2 separate regions of the Gossypium hirsutum genome follow, and region 2 is linked to region 1. Evidence: chromatin contacts called from public Hi-C data. All regions are on one chromosome and are shown on one strand. Each heading gives the region's core, a stretch centred on a gene start, on an enhancer-like site or on the middle of the called end of the contact. The rest is flanking DNA. Distances are from core to core; before and after follow the strand shown.

Evidence for each region. Hi-C and Micro-C count contacts between places; a contact is called where the count stands out from the background.
Region 2: a contact with region 1 is called in a Hi-C map of leaf, with 1.8 times the contacts expected there. The contact joins the promoter of LOC107953005 here to the enhancer-like site in region 1. A contact is called at or near these places in 2 of 34 Hi-C or Micro-C datasets (both in leaf).

Annotation. Positions count from the first base shown.
Region 1 is chrA07:28,980,914-28,987,895 of Gossypium_hirsutum_v2.1, forward strand. No RefSeq gene overlaps it. Among protein-coding and RNA genes, the nearest start is that of LOC121204429, 18 kb to the left of the region's middle. Within about 2 kb of position 2,763, at least 3 of the 9 cell types and tissues checked have an H3K27ac peak or open chromatin away from gene starts, as enhancers often do. A contact at or near this core is called in leaf, where this site is marked.
Region 2 is chrA07:29,135,597-29,142,397 of Gossypium_hirsutum_v2.1, forward strand. It overlaps LOC107953005 (60S acidic ribosomal protein P1), which reads right to left and starts at 2,792. Exons shown (of 4, transcript XM_016888231.2): 1 at 2,651-2,792; 2 at 2,417-2,496; 3 at 2,022-2,240; 4 at 1,693-1,919. The coding sequence starts at 2,488. The coding sequence ends at 1,866. It overlaps LOC107953004 (RNA-binding protein 24-B), which reads left to right and starts at 2,857. Exons shown (of 6, transcript XM_016888229.2): 1 at 2,857-3,457; 2 at 3,554-3,683; 3 at 4,014-4,131; 4 at 4,295-4,331; 5 at 4,428-4,659; 6 at 4,786-5,670. The coding sequence starts at 3,242. The coding sequence ends at 5,003.

The DNA.
Region 1 (6,982 bases), core at 1,513-4,012:
TCGAGCTTAGGGTTTTAGCATTATTTATAACTAATTACTTAATCATGTTTAAATAAAGTTGCTAGTACTTATTTATAAGTTATTCACTGTTTTTTTATTTTATTAAATGATGAGATGTTATGTTATTATTCACAAATACTGTTTTGTTTAATTATAAATGGTCAATTGTATGGGATGCCTTCAATATGGTTTAGATTTTTAAATGAATCCTCAAATTTCAAAATGTTCTAATTAAAAACTCAAAGTAACAATACTTCAATATCATATCAACCATGTCAACTTAAATATTAAATGCAAGCTAGATCTAACATGGAACATATTTAAGACACGTGGAACAAATTTTAAATACATATGTACTTATTGCATGAATAATTTTAATGCAACACATTAAAAATATATATGGCATCATCAAAATTTATGGGGTTTGTTTTTAGCATGTCATGTCCGAACTTTTCATGCTATAGTTTACAAATGATTTATATTTGATCCATGGAAAATTTGAGATAAGGAATTTAACATCCAAGAAAACATAAAAAAAATTTATTTGATATGATATAGATACTTTAAAGATTCGATTAGAGTAATTAAAAGTTTGGAACCAATTCTAAATCTAGCTCATAGTTTGGGGAAATTAATCCAACTATAAAAGTTAGGGTTAGGCACCAGTTTTCGCCCCTCTTCTTGTCTTCTAAAACCTCACACTAGTAGTAGTGTAATGGGCCACCCCCAGCTGCACTCTGAAAACCGTTGAGTGCTTTCTATTTTATTTATCATCAGACACCCCATCCCATCTTGGCCATTAGCTACCTTTAGCTCTATCTCTTCCCATTTTATTCATGCTTTTGTTTGGTGGTATATCAACCAGCCCCTGTTCCAATCTTCAAAAGGGGAAGTACACATAACTATACTGTTTGCTTATGCTTCAACTATATATACGATGGTTTGATTGACAATGACCCACCCATCAACCTTTGTTTTCTTGAAAACTGAAAACCCTTTGATATGTGCTTATCATATCTGTAAACCAAAGTATTAATTGCAATAATTAGAAAACTTGGATCTTCGGCCAAATAATATAAGTTTTGAATAAGCTAGTATTCATTGATCAACTGAGATTCTCTTTCTTTGTATTTATTGTCCGTATCATTTGTTTTTTGTTCATTCAAAGAAAAGCCAACTCCACTAGTCAAGATAGATGCATAAAATTAATTAATACCTTAGCATGCATTTATAAGTATACCATCCCTGGTCCAATAAAGCTCTAAAGTCTAAACTAAACCACTTGTATTTAAAAGCTCATAATTGGTGGTAGTAGTGAACAACTTGAGTCTTTCCATGGGTTTTAATTTCCTCAATCAAATTCGTAATTAGACCATCCTAATCTCTCAAAATGTGATCGTCGTGACCTCAAATCATATATGCTCCAGCATAACCCAACACCCTTTACACATTGATATTTTCGTATACATTGAAGTGTTAACAGTGAGTAATTTGCATGTATCACATTCCATAGACAGCTAAATCACCTGTTCTTTATAATTTCCTTTAGTTGCCTTAATTAATTGTTCACCGCGAAATAGGTCCACTTCTAGTTTATGTCCTCATTGGTTCTTGCCTATCTATATATCAACTGCTCAATAAACACAATTTTATTCATAACAACTAAGTCCATTAATGGCAAGACATTTTTACGAGTATTTTGTGAAAATAATAAATTGACATAACACCATATATGTGATAATATGAACTGAAATTTCAAATTTTGAAAAATTAAAAATATTCAAATTAAAATATAAAGATTTAATATTCAACTTATACATAAAAGGAGAACTAATAATAGAAATTACAACTCCATTTGGTTTCAAGAAATAAATTTCATTTTCATTTTCATAGAAAATGAAAAACACTAAAAGAAAACATATTTAGTTCAAAATATAAAAATGATTTTTGGAAGTTAAAAAGTGCAAATATGTGCAAATTTAAAAACAACAAAAAGTTGTTTTCATTTGTTTGACTAAAAATGTTTTATAAAATTAAAAAAAAAACTTTAAATGAAAATTAATTTTTATGCTTTTTCAAGTATTAAATATAATACTCCTATTCAAATCTATATAAATGTAACTTTATTTTACTTATATTGTTTTTATTATAGAAAATATGTATTTATTTCTATTTATCAAATATATTTTTAGTTAATACATGGGCGGGCACACTTGGCATTTACACCCAACCAACCCCTTCCCCTATTTTTCTTCCTTTCTTTTTGAAACCTTTATTAAGATAAAAATCCAGAGACCCAGATATCGTATAGAAATTACACGGCCCAAACCCATTTACACATCCCTATCCTATCCTCTCCAGCTGACTTGATGACTCATCAATGTCGGTCCAATCCAACCATCCGAGAAAGGAATCAATATTTTGTTTACCTTTTGCAAATAAATTAGTAGCAAAAAAAGGTGAAACAAGTTTAATCCATGCAATTATGGGAGAGGAACAATAATTGTATAAATGCATGCATAGACTTAAGGGAGAAACATCATGTCAGATAATGGTGGTCCAAATTAAACGTGCATATGCTTAAATATATTTGCCCCGCCCCCCACCAAAAGTAGAAGAATTAATCAAGTGGAATAAAGTCAATAATATTTTGGTTGGAGCCGAATAAAACCAAAAAGAATCTCACGTGATGATGAGATCTTACTAACTTAAATTGTGTTTTTCCTTTTATTCATTGGATGATAGAATTGTAATGTATTAAGTTACTTTCATAGGGGAATTTGCTTGCTCTGGAACAGTTGGGTGGAGGTAGGGTGGCAGAAACTAGACGGCCGACCAACTGATAATTCTACATTTTCTTTTTCTTCTTTGAAAGACGCGTGATCCACATGCGCTTCGAAAAGTGAGTCACGGTGGGTCTTCGGATTTAATATCATACTTTTTCATGTGCCTTTGCCTTTGATTGCTTCACATTGGACTGGAGAATAAGGATATTATATCATATAAAACCAAATTTAATTATTTATATTTATCGGATCAAAATCATTTGATATTCTCCAAATAAAATATCAGATTTAAAAGAAGAATAACCCAAAACCTACTGGTGGAAGATATCCTGGTGAGTGGTTGAACTTGAAGACCCAAAATTATTTTTGAATTGTTAGGATTTTGACCCGATTAAGCAACGAACAAGTAAAATAGCGGAATAAATTGAGAAATTGAACACACAAATTTAACATGAAAAAATCTCTCCAAAGAGGATAAAAAATCACGGGCAAAGATAATTTTACTATAATGGCAAAAAAACGAAGAATACGAAAGATAGAGATAAAAACTAAACCCCGAAAACCCGAAAATAAAGAACCCACAAAACGTAAATACAAAATTATCTAAATGTGTTATGAGTTCTAATCTCTAATGAGAGTTTTTTTCTAAGGTTGTAAAAGAGCCTATTTATAGGCTAAATTCATAGGTCAAATAATAATAAAATAATCTAAACTAATCAGTGTTTGCTTGAAACAAGTAAACAGAGTTTAACTGAAAGATTATTTCTCAAATTTGACTAAAAATAGGAGTCATATTTAACATGAATTGCAGCGGATATATGTCTTAAAATACATATTAGAACGAGTTCAATGACTAATCTTCTATATTATGCATCATAAGTTCATTAATTAGTAAATACTAACCACGAGTTTTAAAATTGTTTCATACTAAGAATAAAAATTAAACTCTTAACTATTGATTATTATAAAAAAACTATTATTATCTCACTTAACTCTCGTAATTAATGAAAATAGTTTAACACGTGATGTTAACTTAAAAATGGCTGCTGAAAACCTTTCGGTGGATGGTAAATCCATTTCCAATATATATTTTTCTTGGATTTTATGTGCGGTGGTGGGACTGGACAGTCTATACCTTATCATCACTATGTTATCGTAATCTTCTTTAATTATTTTATCGCAAATTATATAAACTCAATTTGGTCCCCCCACAAGTTTGGCAATTATTTTTTTCCATTTGAAAACTTTTACAAAACTTCCCTGAGACTGACCCAAAAGTGTAAGGAGAAAGCAGGAGGGCCGTGGCGGCGGTCATTAAAATTAGTGAGAGCCCATTTTATGATGTCTAACCCATGAAATGGGTGATGGGCTTTCGTCTTCTATCAGTATGGCAATTCCATTCCCATGCTATTAACTTATCCAGCCATTGCTACAATGATAATAAGATATGTTTGGATATATTCGTACGCGAGTCCTATTTATATTTTTTTCTATCTCAATCCCTTGCTTTATGCATTATACTAATTATTTTTGTTGTAATTATAGGGATATTTCTAAATAATATATATTTATACTATTATTTAAATACTCTATTGAGTTAATGCTATCTTTAATCAAGTCACCAATTTAATTATGAAATTTAATATATACTTCTTTTAATTTATAATTAACATTTTTATGATAATATTTTTGTAAAAGAATTATAACTTACAAATTCAAAAATTAAATATGTATTCAATAATATTAAAATACAAATTCATTACGAATCATTATTGAATAAATTTTAACACCGTAGAGGGGATAAAATTAAGTACTATACTATTATAAATTGCAAATATGAATGGAAGAGAATGTTGATTTCATTTGAGTGGTAAATGGTGATCACTGAGTCAACATGTTACTATGTTTGGAGAGATTGGTTGGGTGGTACTGTTGATTGATGTATAGCTATAGCTTTGATGGGTTTGTTTTCCAACAGTATAAATAATAAATGGAATCCTATGATATATCCTTATCAACTATCTTTGCCCCCGTTGCTTCAATTGTTTTCCCCCCAGTCACTTTTTCAGCTTCGGCAAAACACATTTGCATGACAAAGACCTAATCTTTTGCATCTTTGCCTCTTTTTTCTAGTGATTATAATTTTAAAAGTCCAAATCTTTGCTTGCAGGGGTCAACCATACCCTGCCCCCTCTTAAAATCATACATATTTTAGCTTATATTTCTACTGCCAATTACTTTCTTTTGTTTCTATATGTAATTTAGTTAATTTCAAAATAATAAATGGAAATTTGGTTGCCTACAACATTAATAACATCTTATTTGTTTTACTTAAAACAACTTTCTCAAAATAATTTCTAAAAAATAGATTTTTTTTTTGCAAAAACTAATAATTATTTGTATGTTTGAATTATTCTATATAAAATATTTTATGTTATTTGATAAAATCATTTTTTAAAATTTGTTTTCAATATTATTTTCCTATGAGAACCAAAATTTATTTTATAATAAGATAATATCTTATAATAACTTATATAGACTTAATAATAACCGATGCTTAAAATTTAATTTGAAGTTATATTTTTTCTTGTGTGATGTACGAGTTAATTTTATTTAATATAAATATATTTTTAATTTAAAAATAATAATCAATAACACTTGTTCTTGACAAACAAATAATTTTTATAGTAATCCATAAATACTTTTTTATATATTTAAAAAAATAAAAATTCATAATATAAATTTTGGAGAAAATTTTAATTTTGTATAATAATTTTAAAAAAAAATTAATTATTAAGATAGTATTTAATGTATTACTAATTTTACAAAACTTTTTAGAATTATGTTTTTTGGAATAAAATTTATAGAGAATATTTTTTAAATTAAAAGTGATGATATAAAATAAAAAAATGTTTTAAATTTGATTTTATGAAAAATTTTATGGATAAATAATTAGAAATATTTATTAGAAATATTATAATATTAAAATATATATATATATATATAGAAAATTATTTTTAAAAATTTACTTTGTAAAATAGTTAATGCCATGGAGGAATTTTTAACTCTTACCTTGACTTTGTAAAGACATTTTCTAAAATGTTGAATAATATAAATGTATATATCATATTATTTATTCTTTTTTTAAAATGTTTAATAATATAAACGTATACATTTATTGTGAGAATTTTGGTTCAGTATAAGTAGAATTGTTCATAGGTAGGGTCGGATTTGGGTTGGGTCTTGATAAAAAGTTTGGGCTTGTTTGATAGGCCCGAGTTTGGTCTGTTTCAAAAAAATGGACCTAAAATTTTGCCTAAGCTCAGTCCGGATAAAAATGCTAAAATTAGGATCCGACTCACCTATATTAAAATTTTTATATAATTTCTTTTAAAAAATATATAATATATCAAAACACTAAAAATATTAAGATAAAATTTTCTCAACAAATTGAAATAAATTTTAAAAAAATTATTATACTTAAATAGTACTAAGATAGAAGCAACTTAATAAACAAATGTCTCTAAAATAGTAGCAAAATTAACAATAAAATAAGAGTTACACAATATCCAAACAATAATAACAAAATAGTAATAATATAATAGTGAAATGACAGTAAAATAGCGAGAAAACAACAACAAAACAGTGAGAAAATAGTAAGAAAATAATAGTTTTTTTTGCAAATTCGGGTCGACCTCAAGCTAAAAAAGCCTTACACAAGGCCCAACCCTTTTTCTAAACGAGTCTTATTCTTTGCTCAATCCCATTTTTTAAGTCTATATTTTTGGCCAAACCCACTCACTTTTCGAGCGAACCTTCAGGCCAGGCCTTCGGGTTGGGCTGAGTGACTCTGTCCATAAATAGTTCTAAGTATAAACGATATTATTAAATCAATTTGTAAAAAACATTTTTTTAACTATTGAATAATATAAATGTATACATTTATAAATTGACTTTTGAAAAATAATTAATCGTGTAAAGTTATAATTAATGAGTTATTAAAAAATAAGAGTTGTCAAAATTATACCTAATCCACTTTAAGTCTACTTTCCTTCTTTGTTTCAAAACATTGCTATAGATTATCTATAGGTTAAATATTTGTTTTAGTATCTAAATTTTGACAAACGTTTTGAATTTTAAAAATTCAATTTTGATATCTGAAATATAACATAATTTATCAATGTGGTACCTCTTAC
Region 2 (6,801 bases), core at 1,542-4,041, 150 kb after region 1:
AAGGAATCTGCTAATAGACTTTCATGCTTGTACAGATGATGCTGGTTCTTACAGTGACAGGACATCTCTACTTGTTTTCTGGGGATGGAAAGATGATTCACTAAACAAGTTTTGATATAGAGATGTTTTGGGAGGAGACGACATACTCACTTCATTAATGTCCTGAAAATTTTTATTATATTTGTGTCACTGAGAGGCTGCTTCCATAATATACATATAATAGGAACTCTGACGCCTTCCTTGGAACCAACAGATTCAGAGTTGGACCATTCTTGAAGTATAAAAGCTATATAACTTACTTTTTTTCTTTTTCCCCTCAACTGCGAGCTTACTCTGTTGATTTCAGCAAAGCTTGAATAGAAACATATAGACAATTGTATGTTTATTAGCCGATAACCTTAATATATATAATTTTATTTATTTAATAATTGAAGTCCAATTAATCTTGACCGTATTTGACCACTTTCAATTTTATATGTATATATGTGACATCTATATTATCCGTTTTAGTTGTTTTTGTATCCGGTGTATCTAATTTTATCGCAACCTTCACTGCAGCTTGGCAGAGGGTTCATGACTTCAGCGTTCTGATCAGCGATTACTTGCAAGTTGGAAACAGAGATATAGTAACTTGGTACCAATAATTCTCCTCACTTTCTATATTGGCCAACTTAACACTTGATATGCAAGATATTTCTGGTCATATCTCCGTTCAATCTTCATGTTCTATAACGCATTGGTTCGGTGCTTTCCTTGTGTTCCCTTTTAGCTTCATTTCCATGGTTACATGATTGAAACATATTACAGATGTCTGACGCTCCATATATTCAGGTAGATTGCGAGAATTGATGCCCAATTGGCCATGTTACAGGAAGGACCAGGATAAATACGCTTCGCTTCTACTTGTTTCAGGTGTCTGTTTTGTGTGGTCTTTGCAAAATGAACCCGCATCGGTGGTGACCTCATAATGCAACGACCCAATTAAACTATAATGGAAATGTTTGAAGGAATTTATATACATAAACGTCTAAACATGAACTTCATGCCTATCAATCTAGTACTAAATCAATGGTGTGATTGGCAATTAAAAGTCACTTTTATACTATAAACGAGTTTCGGGTATAGGGTAAAGCTGGATCCAAAATGATTTTGATCCAACTGCTGGAGAGGTTCCATGATCTGCATAACTAATCATTCTGATTAGCACTTAAAATCAAAAGATTTTGCGTGTAATATCCAGCAAATTTATGTATTTTTTAAAGGAATATCCAGAAAGAATCAGAATGAAATATTGGTGAAGAAAATCGTAAAGATGGAAAGTTGAAAAAGTAGAAAAATACAAAATGAACATATGATTAAAAGAAAACAAAATTTGAAAAATATTGTCTTTCAGCTTTTCGGTTCTTTCTTTCTGCCCTTCCATTTTACTACTCTTTTTCTTCTCGTCCTACTTTTCCACTCTACAATAGATAATATAGAAATTCACTACAGTTTATTTCTTCGTATCAAATAGCTATTCCCAACAACTGATAATTTCAGTTGGATCAAATCAAGAGATGTCATCTATAAGCATAATGAACCAACAATCAAAACCAACACAAAAACATGCATTGCAAAAGAATAAAGCAAATACCATTCAACACTCAATGAAGAATGAAACAAAAAAAAAAAGGTCAAATATACTTGTATAAATAAGAAAATTCAAACTTATAATTCAAAAAGGAAGCATTCATCAGTGTCACTTCATTTAAATTAACACTTCTAATTAAGAGAAAAATACCAAAATCAATAAAACTCAAAAGAGTTAGTGTCATACTTAATACGCTAAACCCGTAGTCGGCTGAATCACACACTAAAAGGAGTTCCTAATCAAACAAACTGAATCCCATATCATCATCACTCTCTTCCTCTGGTTCCTCCTGCAAATAGCCAAAGAATCACATATCAGTATAAATGGTGCAAGGAAATAATAGAGACAAGGATATCACATCCACTTATTTATTCGTAATTTTTAATTCCACCTTCTTCTTTTCCTCTGCAGGAGCAGGAGCAGCAGCACCGCCTCCACCAGCAGCTGCAACAGGTGCAGCTGCAGCGACCGGAGCACCACCAGCAGCAGCACCAACATTGGTTATGAGATTCTCAATGTCGCACTTCTCAAAAAGCTTAGCAAACAAGCTTGGCCAATAAGACTCAACAGAGACATTGGCAGCTTTAACTAGCGCGGCAATCTTCTCAGCCTATTAATGACAGTTAAAGAACCCCCCCCCAAAAAAAAAAAATACCTATGTTCCCATACAAATTGGGAATCTCTCAACAACAATAATCAAATTCCTATTTTCCAATAATCCTATCAAAGAATTAAAAAAATTAAATAATAAATCATACAACCCTAAATTATTTGCATAAAGGATACGGTGATGGGGATGCCATCATCATAGAGAATCAAAGCAGCATAAGAGCAAGCAGCTTCGCCAACCGAAGACATCGTTTATGCTATTAGAATTAAACCAAATAAATAAATAAATAAAGCAATTAAAACACAATCAACGTAAAGATTTACATCAATACCGAAAAAAGAACAGAAAGGAAATTCAAATTTCCCAAGAAACAAACAAGAAAAGAAATGGAAAAAAATCAACGAATTTACCTGAAAGATGAATATAGGAGTGATGGGTTATCGGCAAGCTGTGCAGCGCCGCTCTGAGATCAATATGTTGTTAGGGTTTTCTCTATGACTTTGAGGAAAAGGGTTTTAAAGGGAAAAAAAGAAACTGTAAATTGGGCTCCTATGTTTTCGGAGGCCCATTTAACCAAACAATAAAATAAAATTATCGTGGCTGTAAAAAAAGTGGCAGTTATATAACATTAGGAAAAAAAACAACAGCTAAAACAACGAACAACAACAACAAAAAAGAAAGAAAAAACAACACCGAGAAAACAAAAAAACATGATACACGATTGCACGAGTGCTTGAAGAAGGCCAAAGGGATTTTTTTTTTTTAAAAAAAGGCTTTTGGGTTTGATTAATCACTGATGTGATCTTCCATAGAAACGACTCTCCAATATCAAAGTTCACTTTTTTTTTTTGAAAAAAAGAATTCTCCATTTTTTAACCACTCTATATTTGGCTTCTGGGGTAGTTGTTTGTTTTGTTTTTTTTTTTTTGTGGGATTCTTAGCCATTTTCTTTCATCTCTGTTTCTCTTTTTTATTTGGGAGATTATTCTGTGTTTTTTTACATGTCTCAACAAAGGCAATTTCAGATGGTGGGTGGTAGCAACAATCCAGGAGCAGGGCAGTACAATGACACAACTTTTACGAAAATCTTTGTTGGTGGATTGGCTTGGGAAACTCAAAGAGATACCATGAAGCGTTATTTTGAGCAATTTGGAGAGATTATTGAAGCTGTTGTTATTACAGATAAAAATACTGGGAGATCCAAGGGCTATGGCTTTGTAAGCTTATTCATCCCTTTCCTTAATATGTATATATACATATCATTCATTCCATATGACAATTAGAAGGTGATTATCCTTATTTTCCATTTCCAGGTTTCATTTAAGGATCCAGATGCAGCCATGAGAGCATGTCAAAACCCGTCTCCTACCATTGATGGAAGGAGGGCGAACTGCAATCTTGCTTCATTGGGTGCACAGAAGACTCGTCCACCACCACAACATGGTTTTCTTTCTCTCTTTTTCTTTTTAATTGTATTGGTTCTTGTTGAAATGTCATTTCCTTATCTCAATACCAACTCTTTATGCATATGTTAAATGGTCCTGGCGAATATTCACTTCAATATTTGGGGTGAGGAAAGTTATTGTTTGATAATGATATTTCAAAGGATCAAAAAATCCTCCTTTTTTTTTCCTTTGTTCATTCTGAAGATGTGTTTTTTACCATATTGGGAAAACATTTCATATTGGTCAATGCGATCTGGTAAACTGAAAAGTGGATCTAAAAACTAGAGTTATGAAACAATTTAATTTAAGATGAAGTCAATAAATGCAGGAGCTGGACGGTTTAGACCAGCACCTGGGTTGATGGCATCGCCTGTTTATCATGGTTCCTCATCAACATTCATCCAACAACCTAATAGTCAATATTCCATTCCATACTCTGCTTATGGGTGAGTTCAATTATTTTAGAAATGAAATTCAATGGCATTGCCTGCATGAATCCCAACTGGTTAAGCCTCAATGGCATTTCTTATTTTAACATGCATTTTAGTACTCTTTATTGCTTCATTTATCTCCTTTCATCATCCTCATTCCCTGCTTGGTTACTTTCAGGTATACGGGATACTCCCAAGACAGTAATTATCCTTTGGTTAGTGTTTATAAACAGAGCTTGAAAATTAGAAATAAAATAACAACAATTTCTTTGACATTGCTTTGATTAGCTAAATTTGATGGTGTTTTGCAGAACTATTATAGTTTGTATGGAGGTCAACAGTTCTCACCTTACTACACTGCCGGAGCATCAATGACACCCGGAATGTTTCATAATTTTTATCCATTTTATGCTCAATATGCACAAAATAGCCAAGCTCATGGTTTTGGTGTCCAATATCCCCAAATGCTACAGTATCCTTATTTGCCTCAGCAGGGGATCCTATCACTTCCGTCTTCAATGCCTTCGGCAATAACTCCCACAGGTGAGGATTTTACATATCCGGAGAATGTTTACATAGTCCAGTCACTTTCTCTCTTGGTTTATAATATCTATGGCAAGACAACTTTAATGCAACATTCAACAGTAAGTCTGCCGACAAATTTTGCAGCAACTACAACTACAGCAACTGTGACAACAGCAACAACGACTACAGCAACTACGACAGCAGCAAGAACAACTGTGTCGTCATCGGAGACGGCAAAAACAACATCACCGACTACAGAATCACTACCCCCTGCAACTATAGCAACAACTGGGGTGGTGGGATCGGAGTCAGGTCCTTCACAAATTTCTGGGACACCTACTGAAAAGAAAACATCAAGTTAATTTCTGTTGAGGGATGCAGCGTCTTTCACAATACAATCAATGATGTTTTGAAAGGGAAGCAAAGGTAGAGAGTAAACGGAAACAATTGAATAACAACGAATACAACAAAGTTTATTTGAGTCAAAAGAAGGATGCTTCATGCCCGACCACCTAGCATAACAAGACATGGAACTGAAAGAATTTTAGTAGGGGATTGTTGTTCATTCATGGAACGGGCATTTTAGATGTAAAGCTCGCTCCACTAACTGTTTACAGTTCATTATCTATTCGAGTCACCGATTCATCATACATGTTTGGTATAGGACAGTAGGGAGAGTCTGAATTAGTTGTTAGCATTAGGAGAAGAAAATCATATTCGTTCGTGTATGCATGTGCATGAGGTGGAACCTAAATATTGGCTTTGGATTCTACCTTACAAATGATTTTGTCTCGGCTGCAAAAAGCATCCGATGATAATCTTGTTCATATTTGTAGCAAAGTGGTTCAAAAGATTGATTTTGTATCTTTGAACTCAAATTTGATTTTATTGGTCAAGTAAAACGGCGAGCTCGGATAGCTCACCCATTAACTTATATAATTTTTTTCTCTTTTCTGTTGTGTTTCATCATTCATGATTGATACTTTTCAAAGATAGGATTACTTGGAATAATAAGATGGTATTATCTCATTTGTCTTTTATTTCTGGCTTTCAGTGGGTAATTTTTTTTTTTAATTCAATCCATCAAATCCTTCTCTTTTCCTCGAGTTCAATGCATGTGTTTAGACAATGGAATCCAATGGGGTTTTCCCTTTACTTGTTTCAGAGTCAAGCATGCCGTTGAATCATATCATTCTTCTGAATACTGACATTTGATCCTTCCAATTCATTAAAAGCCTGGGAAAAAGTTTGTTCTATGGAAATGATGGCAAATTGTCTCAATACAAAAACTAGGAGATATATACTGCCATAGTTTTTTTCAATCACCAATTTAATAAACTAACTGTTGTAAAGAGATGAAATTCACTTGTAAGGGCAGATTCAAGGTTAAATATAAACAAAAATTTAGTAATAAATAAAGCCGCTGGTGGGGACCAGTAGTAGGCAAAGGCTGTCCAATGAAAAATGAAAGAAGCAACCTTTTCGTGCTGTATGTATGACCACTTTTCTCCCTCTTTGTATTACGACAATGAAAACATAAAGAATAACAATCAATAATAATATGAATGAGCTTGCATTGCTTGACAACCTTAGCAATCTGCTGCTTCGCTGTATTCAACCTTCCATTTTCCATATTTTCTCTTACCATACCATGTTCTGTTTCTACCATTTGTGGGTCTTTTTTTCTTCTTCTTTTCTTTTCTTTTTCCATTTCATTCATATGCTTTCTTTCCTCTTTATCCCTTTTTAGCCTGTTTGGCTCACTCACCCATTTTTTTCCTTGGATAAACAGGACAAACATTTCCCTTATTTGAACCCCCCTCTCTCCCCAATCTGGCCTTCAATAGTGATCAGTGATCCCATTACCCCACAGCTTTGCTATGCAGCATAATTGAACATTTGAAAAAAAAAACAAACAGAGGAGAGAAGTGCAAATTATTATTAGTGTTTTGTCGATTGTCCATCAATCAAAACCCAACCTAACTTCATCTAAACATTATCCACTGACATGCCTTCCCGTTTTGAGACAACAAGGTCCCCTCTGCTCTATGGGCTCAACGCCAATGGGTTGTTTTTTTTTTTTTATCCTTTTTACTTTCCTAGTTGTCAATCATTATCTTGATAAAATGGTAAAATTGAATGATTTGGGATAAAGAGTAA